Linked DNA regions of Cyprinus carpio: region 2 is linked to region 1. A link is a contact called in public Hi-C data. All regions are on one chromosome and are shown on one strand. Each heading gives the region's core, a stretch centred on a gene start, on an enhancer-like site or on the middle of the called end of the contact. The rest is flanking DNA. Distances are from core to core; before and after follow the strand shown. Region 1 holds the start of LOC109069801 (A-kinase anchor protein 13-like). Region 2 overlaps LOC109069801 (A-kinase anchor protein 13-like).

Region 1 (4,652 bases), core at 724-3,223:
ATTTCCATAAGCAATTCCAAAAGGAGCAAAAGCGCAACATACAGAAACTTTTAAATCAGTTCTCAACTGGTGAGTCACGGAAAAGGCTAAATGAAAATAATAAAACAAAACTATCATGCATAGCTAGGAGAGCAAATAAATAAGCTTGTATTTCATGTTAATATAAAATAAAACTTAAATGTTAAGGATTTTTTGTTAACCTTTTTGCAATAATCTATGTTAGTTCTTGATGTTCAATACAAGTCCTACAAGTAAAACCAATTGAGAACCAGAGCTTAAATGAATAATAGATGCCAGGAACGACAGACAACCAAATACAAAACACATCCTGGGAATTCCAAAGCTTCTAGACAAAAGAACAACAATCTAGGACTGTGTAGTCTGGGAACACACACACAAAAAAAAACATATTTCTAATAACAAAGTGCAAGGCACAATCTTATGTTTACTAACAGTCAACTCGGCCTTTGTCTTTGATTCTGTCATTTTCACAGGCTAATCTGATGAGTCACGTAACCTGATGAGATAAATTCTTTAAATTTTACAGCTTTGAAGAGGAAAGGTTCAGGTTAAATGTGAACACCTTCTATATCAGGCCACAGAATGATTAGAATAACAGCAGGGGTTCAAACCGGGCTATTGATATAAACACTCTGCTGAGGTGAGTTCTGATCAACATCAAAGGCATGTTTGTCTAAAACACACCTGTCACCAAATAGTGTATAATCCAAACAGTTTTAACTAGTTTTTTAGTCTAATTATAAACCATCTTTCTTTCAAGATCAGAAATGAGAGAAAATAAGGTAACCGATTAAAGGAAAAAGTAAACAAAACAAAAATACAAAAAATAGTTCACATAAACAACTGAACAATTAAACATGAAATAAAATAATTGTAATATAAACATAAATATAATTAAATTATGCAATTAAATTATAAATGTCCCTGTCTGAAAGCGGATCCATGTGTTTTGGAACATGATAGTTTTCTAGTTGTTCTGAAACCACCAGCTGGTCATACCATCTTAAGATGGTCAAGCTAGTTTTTGGGACATGGTAGTTGGTAGACTAGACAATAACTGAATTTACATTCAGTACAATGATTTGAATAATAATAAAAAAATATTGTATACAGTGTGGCTATTGTGACGAAATGTAATGTTTTAGCTATTTACTGCCATAAGAAGAATATACTGACTTCTAGAAATATAAACACAGAATTATTTATAATTTCATTTACAACAACATTTTTTAAATTTTTATTATTATATACAATAATACTTGTTAAGCATCTACACCCTTTTCCCCTAAATTCTAAATAAAAGTGTTATAAATAAATGTGACATGCGGGATCCAGTTAAAGGCCAGCTCGGATCCACTAGAAACCATGTTCCACACAGTTATGTGTGGGTCTACCAGCAGGGGTTAATATCCTGCTGCAGTTAAGAAGTTATTACGACACAAATAAAACATCTAAAACATAATCTGCCGAAATCCTCACAATGACTTCACGGCAATTCTTGTAGGAAATTCGAGGTTGTCTTATCTTACCTCGAACGCTGCAGTGCTCAAAGCTTGCTTCCCTCGTTCACTCTCATTCCCTTTAAACGCTCACAAAACACCATCCAACGTTGTCTGCTTGGGACTGTTTGGCTGGTTACCGCAAACACGTTGAGCTGTCCTTCTATTCCAATGAACGTCGCGAGACAAACTACTTTGTTATAATGTTGCGCTACGGCGTCTGACTGGAGTAAAAGCGTTCTAAAATGTACCAAAACAAACGCTTGTTACGATGCTGGAACTTTTATTCTGCGCTGCGGGTTTTGACGAATGTAAAACGGTCTCAGAATGGAGAGACACAGATCACTTGTAACACTGTAGCAACTTCTATTCTTCTAGTCCGCGTGTCTCACAGGGCGGGACCAGCAGCAGTTAGTGGGAGCAGTGAGGTGTCTCTCTGGCCCTGAATGTCGCATGCTTGACTGTTTATTCATTCGAGCTTGAATAGGACTCGTGAATGTTTACTCATTTCTTGCTCTTGAACGAGGTGTTAACGTGCATGAATACTTATATTAGGGTTTTATTTAGATTATATGACTATAGTTGTTGTTTAGGCTGTAGTGTAGGTCTATGTCATTTAAATGCTTTTATTTGTTTGATTAATGGATACTTTTAAGCGATGACTGTATAAGAAGCCACGCTGCCAATTTAGATTTTTGTCTTAGGTTTCATATTGAAACATATCCAATGCCCAATGAAGTTATAAAATGAATATGACTGACCTCGTGTGGACAGTCTAAATATTACAACTGGGATCAATTCGTATTTCTGTTCGTCTGTCTGTCCGTGTAAATATGCATTTCTATCTCTGTCTGTATTTCTGTGTTTGCTTTTCTATACCTATCACTGTCTGTCTTCCATTCATTTCTATGTATTTCTTTGTCTGTCTGTTTTTCAGTCTTTGCTTTTCTATAACTATCACTGTCTGTCTGTCTGTCTGTCTGTCTGTCTTTCTATGTATTTCTATGTCTGTCTGTTTTTCTGTCTTTGCTTTTCTTCTTCTGTCTGTCTTTTTCTATAACTTCACTGTCTTTTATCTTCTGCTTTCTATCTGTCTATCTAAACTATTTCTGTACTGTCTGTCTGTCTATCTGTCTATCTATGTCTGTCTGTCTGTCTACCGTCTGTCTGTCTGTTCTATGTGAAAAACAAGTCTATTCTGTATTTTCTCGTCTGTATTTCTGTCTTCACTTTTTTTTATACCTATCACTGTCTTTCTGTCAGTCTGTATTTCTGTCTATGTCTGTCTGTCTTTCTATGTATTTCTCTGTCTGTCTGTCTGTCTGTCTGTCTGTCTGTCTATCTATCTATCTGGTAATTTCTATCTCCACCTTCACTTATACCTATATCTATGTATTTCTATGTCTGTCTGTATTTCTGTCTTCACTTTTTTTTATACCTATCACTGTCTTTCTGTCAGTCTGTATTTCTGTAACTATGTCTGTCTGTCTGTCTATATATGTTTTCTATCTTTCTATGTCTGTCTGTTTTTCTGTCTTTGCTTTTCTATAACTATCACTGTCTGTCTATCTGTCTGTCTGTCTGTCTGTCTATCTGTCTGTCTGTTGTATTTCCTTCTGCCTACCTAATTTCTTTCTGTCTATCTATCTATATCTATTTCTGTCTATATATCTTCACTTTTTTTTATACCTATTGTCTGTCTGTCTCTGTATTTCTGTCAGTCTGTATTTCTGTCTATGTCTGTCTGTCTGTCTGTCTGTCTGTCTGTCTGTCTGTCTTTCTATGTATTTGTCTGTCTGTCTCTGTATTTCTGTCAGTCTGTCTGTCTGTCTGTCTGTCTGTCTGTCTGTCTGTCTGTTCTGTATTTTCTCTGTCTGTCTGTCTGTCTGTCTGTCTATCTATCTATCTATCTATCTATCTATCTATCTCTCTATCTATCTATCTGTCTTTCTGTCAGTCTGTATTTCTGTCTGTCTATCTATCTATCTATCTATCTATCTATCTATCTATCTATCTATCTATCTATCTATCTATCTATCTATCTATCTATCTATCTATCTTATCTATCTATTTTTATCTATCTATCTATCTATCTATCTATCTATCTATCTAGTCTGTATCTATTATCTATCTGTCTAACTCTATCCTATCTATCTATCTATCTATCTATCTGTATCTATTTCTATCTGTCTATCTATCTGTCTGTCCTATCTATCTATCTATCTATCTATCTATCTATCTATCCTATCTCTATCTATCCTACTGTCTGTCTGTATTATATCTATCTATCTATCTATCTATCTAACTGTCTGTCTGTCTGTCTGTATCTATCTATCTATCTATCTATCTATCTATCTATATATCTGTTCGTCCATCTGTCCGTCCCTCTGTCTTTGTTAATATGTATTTCTTTCTGTCTATCTGTCAGTATTTCTATGTTTTTTCTATATCGGTCGGACAGTCTGTCTGTCTGTCTGTCAAAATAAACATTCTGTATACCAAAACCATCTACTGCAATTCCAGTGTATAGGCATTCTTTTAACTGTATAGATCCACTGATTCCCCTCTATTACTTTGCACTTATTTTCTCTCAGTGCTGCAGCCAAGATGAAAGATGGAGAAAAGGCCCAAGAGTCTCCTCTGGTTTCACTGCTACCACGTGTCTGTTGTCTATCAAGGGCTGTGGTGCTTTCTTTGGGTTCTGAATGAATTGAGACTCCTTCATTATTTCTCTTACTGTCTTTATCTCTCTCTCTCTCTCTCTCTCTCTCTCTCTCTCTCTCTGTCTGTCTGTCTCTCTCTCTCTCTCGCTCTCTCTCTAGGGTTTGTCTTGGGTTAAATAAATAAGAGCGCACGAGGAACACTGGCTCCGGTTCCTATCATGCTGGGCTGCTCCAGAACACACTGATCTCGGCAACTCACTGTCCAGCACAGACTCACAATATGACATGTTTGTGAATTTCAGGTATTGCCAAGATGGTAGAAAAACAATATATTTTTCAGAATTTATATACTTTCTTTTAGCTTAAACAATTATTTAGAATAACATTAAGACAAAGTCATTTTTGAGATGCTTTAATAAATGTAAATGGTGGTTATAGCTGCTATAGCACTTAGTAAGGCAAATGTTCA
Region 2 (5,111 bases), core at 1,758-4,257, 42 kb before region 1:
AACTCCTTTAAAGGGGTTCCCACAATGCATCTGGCCTTCCGCACGAGGACAGATGAAAAGAGCCGAAGAAAGCTGTGTTAGGAAAGAATAGGCAGCTCCCATGCTGCTGGTGGCATATTCAGACCACAGTCTGTGCTTTTTTGCCCTTGTCTCTCTCTCTCTCTAACACATATGCAGACTGCTATACAGCTCAGTGCACATCTGGAAGGAGTTATAGCGCATCCTAACACAAGAGGGAGCCACAACGCTCTAGAAGCCACAAGATAATTAGCTAAAAACAGCCAAAATAAACACCCCATTACCCATCATAAGTGCAGGATGAAAAACATTCAAAGTTAGTATGAAATTAAAAATGAATTATGTTCATAAAGCACGTTTCTGGTTTTATTATGAATGATTCATTCGCCCATGTTTTAAAAAAGTGAATACCCTCATGCTCATTATTACAATCGTCTCTCTTCAGCCTCTTCAAAAAATAACTTGGATTTCACGCTGCCCTCTGTTGGAAGCAACTGCAATGAGGAATTCATTTATCAGCTACCTCCAAAGGTAAGACATATTTGAAGACTGAGTTTTTCTGATGTGGAAAAATACAAATTAGTTAAGCAATTTGTTAGCGTGACAAATTAGAGTGAATGAAGCAACCTCAGATTCGATTTTGAATCCACCTTCATGAATTAACTGACAGAATGACAACAAAAGTTAATATATATATATAAAAAAAATATATATATAAAAAAATATATATTTTATACATTCATTTTAAAAACATGCAAACTGTAATACTGCTTTAGCAAGCACTGCTAATAAGACCCTGGCGTTCTTGTGGTTTGTATCGGACCAGCAATGATAAAGTTAGCATGCTAGTCAAAATTAGGATGCTCTGTAAATGTGGCCTCTGCTCTCATCTCAAAAGTCTATCAAGACAGAATGTTCCAGAGTGTAATTTCTTTCAAATGCTGACAATGTAGCCACAGTACACAACCTCATGATGCAGTTCAAGTCTGCATGCCAAACAGCAGATAAGTTTAAATGTAGCTTGATTTCAGAGGCAACAGAGACAAAAGAAGCTACTTTGACAAGAGAGGTCAGAAGGGAGTAAAAAAATAAAATAAATAAAAAAGAAAGACAGTCAATAACTGGGTAATTCATAATTTTTGTTGTTGTTATTCAAATAGGACCTAGATTCAAATTAAACTGGAAGAAAGCCGCTAAAGCTAGCTAATGGTTTTACAAAATGAGATTTAGCATTCTCTGCTAATTTGTTTGAACACAAACAAGACTGAATGAAAACCTATTATGTCAATCAGTAATATTACGTAGGAGAAAAGGATAATTTCATCACTCATGCTTGAATTAACCACAATCAAAACAATTGATGGTAGTCGCAACATGCTAGCAAAAACATGTCAGTTTCCAGTGCTTTATGGCCTATCCACACTAAAAACGCTAACTATAACGATAGTGTCCACACCATTACATGAAAGTATTCTGTACAATATTCTATTGTATGCACTGCAGTTTTGTTATATGCCAACTCTTTAAAGTCAGGTGAATTGTGACCCGTTTTTATCGTTCAGAAAAAAAAAAAAAAAAAAAAAAGAAATCTGAAAGTTATTCCCCTGATATTGTTATAGCTGTGGTGTGGACTTCCCTTTTCTCATTTCCCGTTCTCAAGAATTATAATTATTATTAAAACTTCATGGCTGCAGTTATAGTTAAAGTTATAATTTTTGGTGTGAATGGGCTTTCACCTCCTCAACAATAGTTTTAGATCCTATCAGGTACTCCAAAACCAAACTGGGAGGCACAGGAAGAAGTCAAAACAATACAGATTCCCACAGGAAGATGACAAAATAAACAACTGAAGTTCTTTCTAATCAGAAACTTCCAAAGACTGAAGATAGACATCTCACTCTATCACTCTTACTGGCCTGCATAAACACCCAAGCTATCACATCTTCCCTTCCTCCCTCTCAGTTTTCTCGCCACGGATATCACCCCTATGACACACAACTGGGGAAAAAAAGGTGTTCAGGCTGATGTCATCTTTACTTCATGAGAAAAAGGACAGCATACACACACAGAACCACAGTGTGAGCTGTAGGGTGGCAGTGTTCCCATATCTGCAAGTTTGACCTTGCGTGACACAGTTCAGCACTTGTAACTCAGACCTGCGTCAGAACGCTAAGGCTCTTTCAGCAACCAGGCAAAGAAATCAGATTTACGACAGAAGGTCAGGTTGAAAACATCCCTAAATTTCTGCTCCGTGGAGCCTTTTGGGAAACTACCACCGTCCTATCTACTGAGAATTCAGGGTGGCTGGAAGCAAACTCTGAGTGAATCATACCAAGAGGTCTAAATGTTAATGATTTTTTTAGTGGATGGCAGGTTGAGGATAATAGCCAAAGAATATTCACCGCTTCGGCATTCGCTATGTCTGCTGAGGAGTCTTGGTGTCCGTCCACTGCATCCTCTGCTAAAGTGCCGTCATCTGTGAAGTGGAATCAAGACATAGGACATTTATAATTTGGAACTGAAAAAAGGCTGAAGCACTTTTCAGTTGCCATTTTGTCAAACTTACTGTAGATGATGAGGCATGTACAAACAACAAAACGCTTAATTTAAATAAGTTTCGAGGAAATCCACATACGTGACTTTTAACTGAAACTTCCAAAAAGCAATACGTAATTCATTAACTCAGCTGCTGATTCATGTCCGAAGAGCGAACATTTCAGTGGCCCAGGTTTATTTGTTTACTTAGTAATGAGCAAATCATGATAAGACCATTCAGATACGTTATTAACCCTGTACTTTTGATAAAAGGAAATTACTTATTCCTCCTTTCCAGCTGAGCTCAGCCGCTCCATGAATGTGATAAAACACATACAGTAAGCAGCTATTAGTAGAACAATGCTGAACTCTCAATCCATGTGGAAAAGAGCTGGGCGTCTACCTTGTAAAATAAATGTTCACAAGACAATCTTTCAACTGTTTTCATTCTATGATGTGAGACAGAGGTGACATCACCAGGTTGCCATGATACAATGTGCTGCTAATACACACTGTCATTTGCAAACACTCCCTATTAACACTGTTCCTTCTAGATGGAAACTAAACTGCTGATCGATGGCAGTATTTTGCTTAAACATTACTAAAAATAACATTACAGACAAAATGGGAATAAATATTGACCCAAGTAAGAATAACTCAATGTTATGTCCATAGAAAATAGTTTGTAAGGCAAACACCATTGTATTCACATGCACACACACAAGCATGTGTCAGAATACAATGAATCTAATGACAAACTAGCTTCAGCTGTAAACAGTCTGATTGGAATGGCATGACACTTCATTTAGCGGCAGGACAAAGTTTCAGACTTTCATCTTTTAGCATCAGACTCCCTAAAATACTTGTTTACACAATCTATGTCAGCACTGCTAGAATGAAAAATAAAAATGCATTACCTGTCATTTGTTCGACATGTGGTTCCTCAGCACATTTCTGAAGAGTTTCACTGTGCTCCATCAAACAATCAGGCATATCTTGATGTAATCCATTCAGGCTCTCAGGTGTTTCTGAAGGCTGCAGTTCTTCAGACAAACCATTGTCTATATCCACTAGGGAAGTGTTTTCCAAACTCTGGAGCAATCCACTATTAATATCCAAAGGGGAAGTGAGCTCAGCCGTTGAGGATGAGGCATTGAGTGGATCAGACATGGAGGAGCTCTCCAGAGCTGAACCACTGGTGGTGTCTGTGGGAGAACACGGGCTGTCCCCAGAGACAGTCGTCTCGCATATATCGGTAGTCATTTCAACACATTCATCCCCACCAGGAATTACAGCAGAGATCTTTACTCCATCAGTGAAGGGTGTCTCAGAATGTCTGTCACCTTGGCTTTCTGTTAGGAGTGAGGCACAAGACAGGTCTAGGTCATTCACACATTCAGCAGTTGGTTCTGATGGTGTGTTTGCACTCTCCTTGGAGGATTCAGGGAGCTGGAACTGTGCTTTGGATTCAGGACAATCATTGTGTGTGATTTCCGACGGATCAGGGAGCTCGGTGATTGTGTCCTGTGAAGTGGAGTCAATTTCCCTTTCCTGTAGAGGTTCATCTGGATCAACATCCTTAATTTTCGGGTCCCCTTGCAAAGTGGACACTAGAACTGATGGTTCCCCTGGTTCACAAATTAGATTTTCATTTGAGGTATCTCCAGAATATTCCTCAGGAATCTGCTCAACCAGTTTGGATGTAGAATCTGGCTGAACAAACATTTCAGATGCCTCTTCTTTGAAAGGAGATCCTACAATTATATCAGCTCCACAATGTTCAGAAGGCAGTACTGTAGACACATCCTGTTGTAAATCACTTACAATAAAGGTTTCAGAGTCAACAGGCAGAGAAGATTCATCAGAAGATTTTGATTTGTCATCCAACTGTGAGACAACAATGTCCTTTACTGATTCCGGCTCTTCAAAGATCTCCTTAGGGTTGTTTATCCTCTCATTTGGGGCTACCTTCTCCTTGCTTCCATCAGGTAGAGACCCATCAATCCGGCAAGACAAAATCTCTGCAGTGATGCCAACAGAATTCCCTGTTTTTGCGCTGATGTCACAGTTTGTGTCATTTGACAAAATATCCTGACATTCTAATGCAGTCTCTGAAGATTGTGTGACTTGGGGTGGCTGCTGAAAACTTTCTGTAGTTTCAGAAAAGGGCTCCACAGCTGGACCTTCATGAGAGGAAGTCTCAGTAACAGGCGAGAGCCCTCGTCGAACCTTATGCACTGGTCCTGGTGCCATGTTTGGCAGGAGACTTAACAATTCCAAAGGACCACCCTCTGAAATGCTACATCCAGAGTTCTGCTTTATGCTAGCATCATCCGTAACCAAACCAGAAACTGACTCAGTGTTGCCTTTGGTGTGTTCGATAAGATTTCCTGTCTCTGTCTCTAGGCTACCATGTGGCTTGTCAACACCATCAGAAATAACATTTTCATCTATTTGTACAGATGAGGTAACCTCAGAATTTACCTGATTTAAAGTCAATTTAACTTCATCCATTCCCACCAAGCATTCCGTAAACAGCTTAGGCTCAATCTTGTCGT

What was found. Hi-C and Micro-C count contacts between places; a contact is called where the count stands out from the background.
Region 2: a contact with region 1 is called in a Hi-C map of liver, with 5 times the contacts expected there. The contact joins the enhancer-like site here to the promoter of LOC109069801 in region 1. A contact is called at or near these places in 6 of 8 Hi-C or Micro-C datasets (liver and skeletal muscle).

The regions. Positions count from the first base shown.
Region 1 is chrB25:8,620,454-8,625,105 of ASM1834038v1, reverse strand. It overlaps LOC109069801 (A-kinase anchor protein 13-like), which reads right to left and starts at 1,973. Exons shown (of 41, transcript XM_042752714.1): 1 at 1,551-1,973.
Region 2 is chrB25:8,663,362-8,668,472 of ASM1834038v1, reverse strand. It overlaps LOC109069801 (A-kinase anchor protein 13-like), which reads right to left. Exons shown (of 41, transcript XM_042752714.1): 7 at 3,471-5,111; 8 at 2,421-2,494. Among protein-coding and RNA genes, the nearest start is that of LOC109069801, 43 kb to the right of the region's middle. Within about 2 kb of position 3,007, at least 1 of the 8 cell types and tissues checked has an H3K27ac peak or open chromatin away from gene starts, as enhancers often do. A contact at or near this core is called in liver, where this site is marked.